2 separate regions of the Gossypium hirsutum genome follow, and region 1 is linked to region 2. Evidence: chromatin contacts called from public Hi-C data. All regions are on one chromosome and are shown on one strand. The core of a region is the stretch at or near the end of the contact, and the rest is flanking DNA. Distances in the headings are between cores, read along the strand shown.

Region 1 (4,551 bases), core at 1,512-4,011, 83 kb after region 2:
TGGACCTCAAAGAAGGCTGGTAGTGTTTATCTGTTACTCGGGATGACTGGGAGGAGTTTGGTTCTTCTAATTAAGCTGGCATTAAATTCTTAAATTATTGTTGATTCAACAAAAAATCAATGGTTGGGTCAGCTGAAGTGTTTTCTATCAGTAAGTTAGCATTGAAAGTGTTGTCATAGCAAGTGTGGGTCTTGAGGTTTGTAGATGATTTCCATTGTTCATATCAAAAATATAATTTCTTCATTTAATACTAAAAATAGTCATGAAATTTCATAAACATACAAAGGGTCAGCTGAAGTGTTTTCTATCAGTAATTTTAACTTGGCATTGAAAGTGTTGTCATAGCAAGTGTGGGTCTTGAGGTTTGTAGATGATTTCCATTGTTCATATCAAAAATATAATTTCTTCATTTAACACTAAAAATAGTCATGAAATTTCATAAACATACAAACCTTCCAAGAACACCTGCTCTCACCTCTCAAAACTGAATACTAAGAGAGATTTAAGAAGAATGTTTACCTATTTAGAAACTTTTTGAGCTTTAAGATTTCTTCTACCTTTATTCCCGACACTACCTGATTTGTGATTTGATTCTTCTATGTAATCATCATCTCCAGCAACAATACCATCTTCAAAGATATCCACATCATCTTCTCCATCCCAATCCTCCTCCTCCAGCTCTTCATCATCATCAACTTCATATACATCATCACCATCATCATAATCTTCATCATCTTCGACTTCAGCTTCATCATCACCACCTGCACGAACAGTGTGCCACTCAGGTGGAGGTGGACAATCCTCGGTGATTGCCTCGTCTCTTTTTATCACCAGATGCCGAATGACTCTTTCATCTTGGTCTAACATAGTCTTAAACTCATTAATCCATCTAGCTTCCAACTCAAAGTTCATCAAGATGTAGTGGGCATTCTTAGCTTTCTTTATCTTGTATGCTAGTCTCCGAAGACCCCAATCATTCAATCTCCATAACCTGCCTTTCTTATCCCTCAAGAAATCTGCAGATATAATATAAGAAATTTACACCAGGTTACCTTGAACTTTCTCATTGATTCTTTCAAAAGAATATGTTGGGAATTCAATAAAAGGATACTAATAGCCCAAAATGAAAAGAACAATAAGCATACAATTTACACCAAGTTACCTTGGACTTTCTCATTGACACTTTCAACCTCTTCATCATGCTTCTCATGAACTAAATAAACAACCTCGTAGTGCCGCACTGTAAAAACAAGGAGAACAATGAATCATAACAAAGTGACCAGATGTCAAACAACATTGAAAAAAGAATATCCACGTTGTCTATACAATGATAAAAGGTTTGCTTCTCCATATTTGACAGAAATCAGAACCCCAAAATGCAACTTTGATATTACAAAGGCTAATAAAACCATGAGTTTCCCTGAATTATTCAACTCCCATTTTAAGATATTCATCTTCCATTTCCTTGGAAGGCTGCCAAGATGTTGATATCTTTGGCTTCATATTCAGGAGTTCAATAAATCAATTTATACTTTCTAAAATCAGCTTTGAATCCAACACTTGCTGAAGTCTTTGTTAGTAGTGACATAAGTTCATCCTACAATTCATGAATCAAGAATTCTTGCAACAACATGGTCTGCTCAGACAACTATGAGGAGTCAATTAAACCATTTCGAAGATATTTTTCACTTTTTAAAAGGCAAGAAGCAGAGAAAAGAGTATAATTGTGAAAACCAAATAAAAAGCTTGATGACTATGATAGAATAATAATTTTTTCAAGAAAACAACCATAAATTTCTTTATGTTTAATCCTATCATACTAGCAGAAACTACAAAGTAACTACGAGAAGTGGGCTTACTGCGTTCCAAGTTCAATGCGCTTTGCAGCTCAAGGTTGAGAGATTCATACAATTCTTCTGCAAATTTACAAAAAATTTTAATGAGTACAACGCGGCTATATTTATTCATCTGAAATATAAAAGCAGGTTATACAAACTTAATGACCACAATTGACTTACGTTCTTCTTCGTCAGCAAATTCTGGGAGAAGTCTACCATCTTCCTGAACTTTCTTCTGCAATTCAAAGAGAAAACCCACACCTCAAATTCCATGAAAAAAAAAAGATTAAGGAGCTAAAATTTCTCAAATGGAACACAAAAACAGTACGTGAAACAGTGGCAGTTCACAATAAGAAAGCCTTGGCCTTTTCTTTTTACTAAGCAAAAAAAAAGGGGAAAAAACTCTTATCTTTACTAGACATAGATATATAACCCAATTGATATTGCAGAGTTATAATAACACAAATAAAGAAAACATAAAAAGGAGAAAAAAAAGGAACATGGGTTTATGCAGAAAAGAGACCTCTTTGAGAAGAACAGCTTCAGGGAAGAACCCAGTGGTCTCATCTGGTTTGGGGATGAAACTGTGACTGTCTTGCTTAATATCATTGTTTTTGTTCTTCTTTGCCTCCACAATTAAAAGCTTTCTACGACCAAGGCAAGAGTTTTGTTGCGGGAATATGGAGAAAGAGTGTTGGTTTCCGAAGAACCCACATTTTATTTGAAGTTTGGGTTGGGTGGGAGCAACAATTTTCGTAGAAGAGTGTAGGAGTGACTCCATTGCAGGAACTTGAAGGAGTTGCAGAGTCTAATAACATATATCTCTTTAATATCTGGAGTTACGGATAAAAAAGATAGAATTGAGCCATTTATGGGTGCTTCTAATCCATGGGTTGAGTCTGCCACCCAACACCCACATCGTAAAGCCCATTTATGCGACGTGTGAATTTCACTTTTTAAATCACATAGTTCGCAGTAGGTAAAATTCGATTATTAGCCCTACGTTATAGATTTAGATTTTATACTTTAATTTTAAAGTAACAGCTAACAGTAGCTGATAAACCCTTTGTTATATCAAATTCTACTATCAATCTTGTTATATCTTGTACACATGAAATCTTTTTGTGATTATGTCAAAATATCAAACTAACATAACATTTAAAAATATATTTATTACTTAAAATTTTTAAAAATAGTAAAATTTAATTTAATAACTTTAAAATATCAAAACTAAAAATGAACAAATCAAAATAAAGAGAAAAAAATAAAATTTGCATTGTACAAGAACTAATACGAGTATTTATCCTCAGAAAATACAATATCCTTTCAACTTCCATTTCAGTAAAGGAAAAGGGAAATTGTCCTGAATTATAATTCTACCATCTTGTATGGCAATTGAGAGTATCGTCAGGCATTTCTTCAAATGAAAAAAAAAATTGAACTAGAAATTCAGTTGACGCTTTGATCAGGATACTGACAACAAAATGAAATGAAGAATGTGTAAGAAGAGAACTGCAAATTTTTTTAGTAATACTATAACCGGGAAGATTAACCTCCAGGTTCTGCAATCTATTTCATATTTGGTATGATGCTCCATATCTAATTATTTGAAGGAAGATGATAGTAAATGCTATACAAAATCTGCATGAAATATGCCTCAAGGCCCGAGAACAAGTTAAACATGGATTCAAGTTTTCTGGATGTTTATGGCCAAAAATTGCTTTCTCTCTCGACAATCCGGGCCTACACAAATCATGATGACTGCAGCTTACCATTGTTTCTTACCCTTTTTCTTTCTCTTGCTTCCACTACCGCTGCTGCTGCTCTTCGAGCTGCTTTCTGCTTTCGTAGATGGATTTTCAGCAGAGGTGCTGCTACCGTTAAAGTTGTCAAACATGCCTCCTTGTACTGCATTCTGTAACCACGCTAAGAATTCTTCTTCGGTCATCGTTTCTTCCAGATTAGGAGGAGTTGGCATTGTGCCACCTCTCTGTCCTGAACTTGATCCCTTGCCAGTAGCATGCTTGGATGTCACACTAGTGTTCACATGAAAACTTGGCTTATGTGTGTTAGGTGGACATCTCATTCCCTGCAACATAATCCAGCAGTATTAAGTGTAGACATGATTCATATCAAAAGACTAATACAGTCACATACGCGACGGAGATGGATGTCAAAGTGGGTACAACTTGTGAAAATTCCATGTGAAACCCATTTAGCATCCTATTCAACTCCAGATATCTTCATATTAACAGTTTCCCACAGGTATTTTTTGGTCGAAGACAAACTTCTTACTAACAACCAAAGATCGCCTTAAACTTTTTTAGGTAACCAGAAAAAGAGCAGTAGCTCCTGTTAATCTTTTGAATAAATGCTTCAAACCTCCTTAGAAATGTATCCATGATGGGTGGCAGATTAACATGATAACAAATACCAAGTGAAAGTTGACTTTACCTGACAAATATACCATTCAGTAGCATCGTATATCTTGCTATCAGCACAGACATAGGCAGAGGGAGCTTCCACCTAGACCGACAATCAATTAACTTTATGTAAAAAAAAAGTAGAAACAGATCTTAAGAATATCAACTCAAACAAGACTTGACCCTCAACTAACTGGGGTCAATACTTCTAAAAGCAATCCCTATAACTGTTTCTTTTTCAAGAGATTGTATTATCACTTGTGTCAAATCAAAGATATTGAAAAATGGAA
Region 2 (4,280 bases), core at 437-2,936:
TTTTCTTTAGTCTACATTCTTCTGTGCAATTGGAATGGGTGAGAATATTTCTTTTTAATCATTAAAAATCATGGTTGTGTTGGTAATGTTTTGGTAACTTTTTGTATATGTAATATTTGGATGGTATAATGTCATTATAATGTTATGATAGAATGTCATTATAGTGTTGTAACTTTTTTGTTGTAAAATTTAACATATAGATTATGACATATAAGCTAATGAAATCATGTAACTTTTTGTTAATATATGAACATTATGTTTGGATGTAAAATATAATTCTCAAGCTATTTATTACTTTTAATATTTTTCTTTTTATTTTAGAATAATTAAATTATTTATTTCACTAATGATATTTTAGCACATTAAATATGTATTGCAGTTTAAAAATATTAAAGTAGGTTATATATTATTTTTATAATATTATATATTTTTTAATTCATATTATAATAATTATTAAATTATATATTATTTTATTAAATTATATTTAATAATAATTATGTTAAAATATGATTAAATTATTTATTATTTTTATTAAAATATATATTTTTAAAATATTATTAAAATATATTTAATAAAAATGTTATTAAAGTTTAATAATAATAACAATAATTATCTATCTAAAAAATTCTGTTAAGGGCACTTTGGTCATTTAAACATTATTCTTTATGTTATTATAATATCTATTCTATTCAATCAAATACATGAATATTATTACGATTCTATTTCATTTTATTCTGTTGAACTAAACAATTAAAATTACTCATTACAATTTTATTCAACTACAGCCTTTATTTTATTAGATGAAACCAAACGTACTGTGACTTTGAGAATCTGTTACACCAACCCGTGTTAGCAAAGCTTTTATTAAGACGTAGTTCCATCTTGTGACTTCCTTCTTGATTATTGCACCGTGTATATTTATAACCATTAAAGCCCATATATATAGTGTAACCCACACTCGTTAATTGAAAAGCTCTCATTTGTGCTTCTGGTCTATGGAAACCCCCACCCCCTCTCATGGCCATACAGAATCACATCAAAGTTGAGCATTTTAAAAAAAAATTGTGGGCTACATTTTTACTAGAATAATTAAAGGTATTAACTATTTTAATTAATTAAGATATTATGTAAAAGAATTAAATTATATCAAATTAAGGGACACATACTAAATTTAAATCTAAACATAGTAAAGAGACTATAATCATAATTTAATCTTTAAAAAATCTGTACTTAACACAATCATTAGTCAATTTATTTAATAAAAGAGTAATTATTTTGCACATAAATGAAGGAAAATTTTAACTCCACAACTGGATTAAGATTTTACTACATGACCTATTGATATTCTTATAAAAAATATTTTTAATTAATTTAATTGAAATGAATGATTATATATTTTCCAAAAGTGAATTAGGGATAACGAACTAATATTTACTAAAAATTAAAAATTATATATATTACAAGTAATAAGTATGTTTGAATGAAAATTATTCAAAATTATAAAAATTATATATGTATATTAATTACTTTTAGTTCACATCATTTATTTTTTATAAAATTTTAAGGAAAAAAAAATTAAAAAGGTTTCCCAAGCGAATCTAGGGAAATGATACTAGTAGATGGCCCTGAAGGCCTTCCTCGTGACACGCGTCCAACCACCTCTTATTCATTTTTTCTTTTTTTGCCATTAATTATATGGTAAATTTTCAATATTGGTCCCTCTTCTATATAAAAGGAAGGCCTACGCGTCCAACCCCTCTCATTCATTTTTTTTTTGCCATTACAGTTATAGTGGTAAAATTTCACTATCGGTCCCTCTATTATAATAACATTTGAGATTTAGTTTTTATATTTTAATCTTACATAACTTGGCTCTCAAACTTTACAATAGTATTAGTCGAAATAATTAATATTATTTCAATTAAGTCCAAATAATTAATATTATTTCAATTAAATTTTTTATGTTGATTTTTTAAAAAATTTTGTTCTAATAAAATTTGTTTTAACATAGTGAATTGGAACAAGGGTTATTAAAAAAATTCACGCCGGCTACTCAAAATATCAAAGGTGCTAAATATTTGGACTAACTAATGGCACAATTTTATTTTTAATCATTATATTATAATGGTAAGTTTCAAGTTTCAAGTTTAGTCATTATATTTTAATTTTACATAATTTCATCATCTATTTTTATGATACCATTAGTTTGTCCAAATAATTAAAATCCTTAATATTATGTTGATCAAATTCTATAAATTGTCTTTATATTATGTGTTCTTAGTAGAGAGGTTGAAGTTAGGATTTTTTTATTATGAGGAAAAAGATAAAATATAAATTGTTGGGGATTACATCAGGAATTTTATGTTAAAAATATTTAAATTGTATTTAATGCTTGAGTAAATGTTTTCAAAGGCTCAAATTTTTATTTAGCTGCTCCAAATGGCTAGAAATAAAAAAAGAAAAGAAAAGAAAAAGAAAATAGAGTATAAATAGAGTTTAAGAATATCAAGAAAAAGACAAGAAACAAAGTTTACAAAGCTTAATGTGGAAAAATCCAATCTTTCACTTGGAGTACTCATATCTCTATTTCACATGCATGGAGTTTTATTTTTTTTCATCATTTCAAGAGTTGTAATTCACTTGAGTGGACTTAATTATTGTATAGAAAGGTTTTTATGAGTGGTAACTTTAAGGTTTTGGGTAGAAAACTTTAAATGGAAATCATTTTATTTTGTTTACTATTTTTAGGAAGCATAATCAACGTACAAATTGTTTAGCTAAGTTAACCTTTACAAAAAAAGGACCTACAATTATTTGAAATCCCTCTTAAGGAAGTCTTAGAATTTTTTGAAGCAGACAAGGAAAGAGGTGTTTTTATGGCTCAGTCAATTTCTATGTATGATTGTGTTTTATTCACAAAATGAAAAAAAAAATAGTGTTGTAAAAGTTAAATATTGTATTTAAAATTTTTCAAATTAGTAAATTTGAAAAATCTTTAATTGTAAACAGTTAAGGTAATACATATAGGCAATTAGAGTCGAATCACTTTAAAATTTTTAAATTAATTTTTATTTGTCAATCTTTATTACAAAGTTTTTAATCATCAATTCATCCCTTTTGTAGCATTTGAGCTTTACATTACTCTTATTTGGATATTATATTTTTACATAGGAGGAAACGAAGAGGGAATAGATAATCCCTCGATTTCCCTTTTCTTTTTAATACCCTATTTGTTCAAAGTGAGAGAAGAAGAAATCTAATAATATTTTAGTTTTAAAATTTTATTTTTATCTTTTTTTATTTAAAAAGTTATTTAATATAGATGGTAGAGTTTGTAAATTTCACAAGTAATGTTAGAGAGTTGACAAATATTTTTTAAGAGTATATTGAATTATTAAAAAAAGAGACTTGTCAATTTTTTAAGAATATTTATAAAATACAAAAAATACACTGAAATTTCTATCCTTTTTAATAGCTTCTTACTTCGCTATAAATGACTCTAATCCTTTTTTTTTTTTTCTAAATTATCATTTCTTTTACTTTTTTATATTATTGTAACTCTTAAAAATATTAAGACCTTTTTTTGCTTTTTATTTTTTTATCAAAATAAGACTATCAAAATTATTTTCTACATTTTTAATTATTAGGACTCTATTTTTTTTAAAAAAAATGTATCAAATTAAATTATATTTTTTTAAGTTAACAATAGGAATTATTATTTATGATTTTTAATTATTAGGACACTATTTTTTAAAATTTGTATCAATTTTTTTTTGGTATTTTCTATGTCTGTTTTACAATTATATTCCAGGTTCATAACTGCCTCTCTCAATCACATCATTTCCAAAATTCAATCATGCATTCTCTCTTTAAAGTATAATGTGTTTTATCATTACACTCAACACTTGTTGATTAATTTATATTTTTTATTAACATTGGAAATTTTTTATAATTTTTAAATTATTTAATTATTCTATGTTATTTAAATAAATTGATAATTAAAATTTTATTTAAGCAAATCATTTACTTTCTTTTACCAATCCTAACTAAACAAAAGAAAAAAGTTAAAATTCATTTATTTTTCATTTCTATTATTGTTTTAACCGTGAAAGAAATAAAGAAATATTTCCTTACTATTCTTTGATCTTCCCTCTCTTTCTTTCTTTTTTATTTATTAATTATCCAAACATAAGACATAGGTGACGTGGGATGATGAAACAAGGTTGATTCCCTCCCAATATTCTATCTCCACTTAGGGTGTGTAAATTTTGCGTAAAATT

The links. A called contact is a pair of places that touch in the nucleus more often than the background predicts.
Region 1: a Hi-C map of leaf shows a contact between it and region 2, with 2.5 times the contacts expected there. The contact joins the promoter of LOC107896404 here to the enhancer-like site in region 2. A contact is called at or near these places in 3 of 34 Hi-C or Micro-C datasets (callus and leaf).

The regions. Positions count from the first base shown.
Region 1 is chrA10:101,982,361-101,986,911 of Gossypium_hirsutum_v2.1, forward strand. LOC107896404 (putative vacuolar protein sorting-associated protein 13F) reads right to left here and starts at 2,762. Exons shown (of 5, transcript XM_016821569.2): 1 at 2,362-2,762; 2 at 2,019-2,073; 3 at 1,860-1,916; 4 at 1,163-1,240; 5 at 390-1,016. The coding sequence starts at 2,619. The coding sequence ends at 520. LOC107896403 reads right to left here. Exons shown (of 10, transcript XM_041079148.1): 9 at 4,293-4,364; 10 at 3,342-3,927. The coding sequence ends at 3,607.
Region 2 is chrA10:101,900,150-101,904,429 of Gossypium_hirsutum_v2.1, forward strand. No RefSeq gene overlaps it. Among protein-coding and RNA genes, the nearest start is that of LOC107944934, 4.4 kb to the left of the region's middle. Within about 2 kb of position 1,687, at least 3 of the 9 cell types and tissues checked have an H3K27ac peak or open chromatin away from gene starts, as enhancers often do. A contact at or near this core is called in leaf, where this site is marked.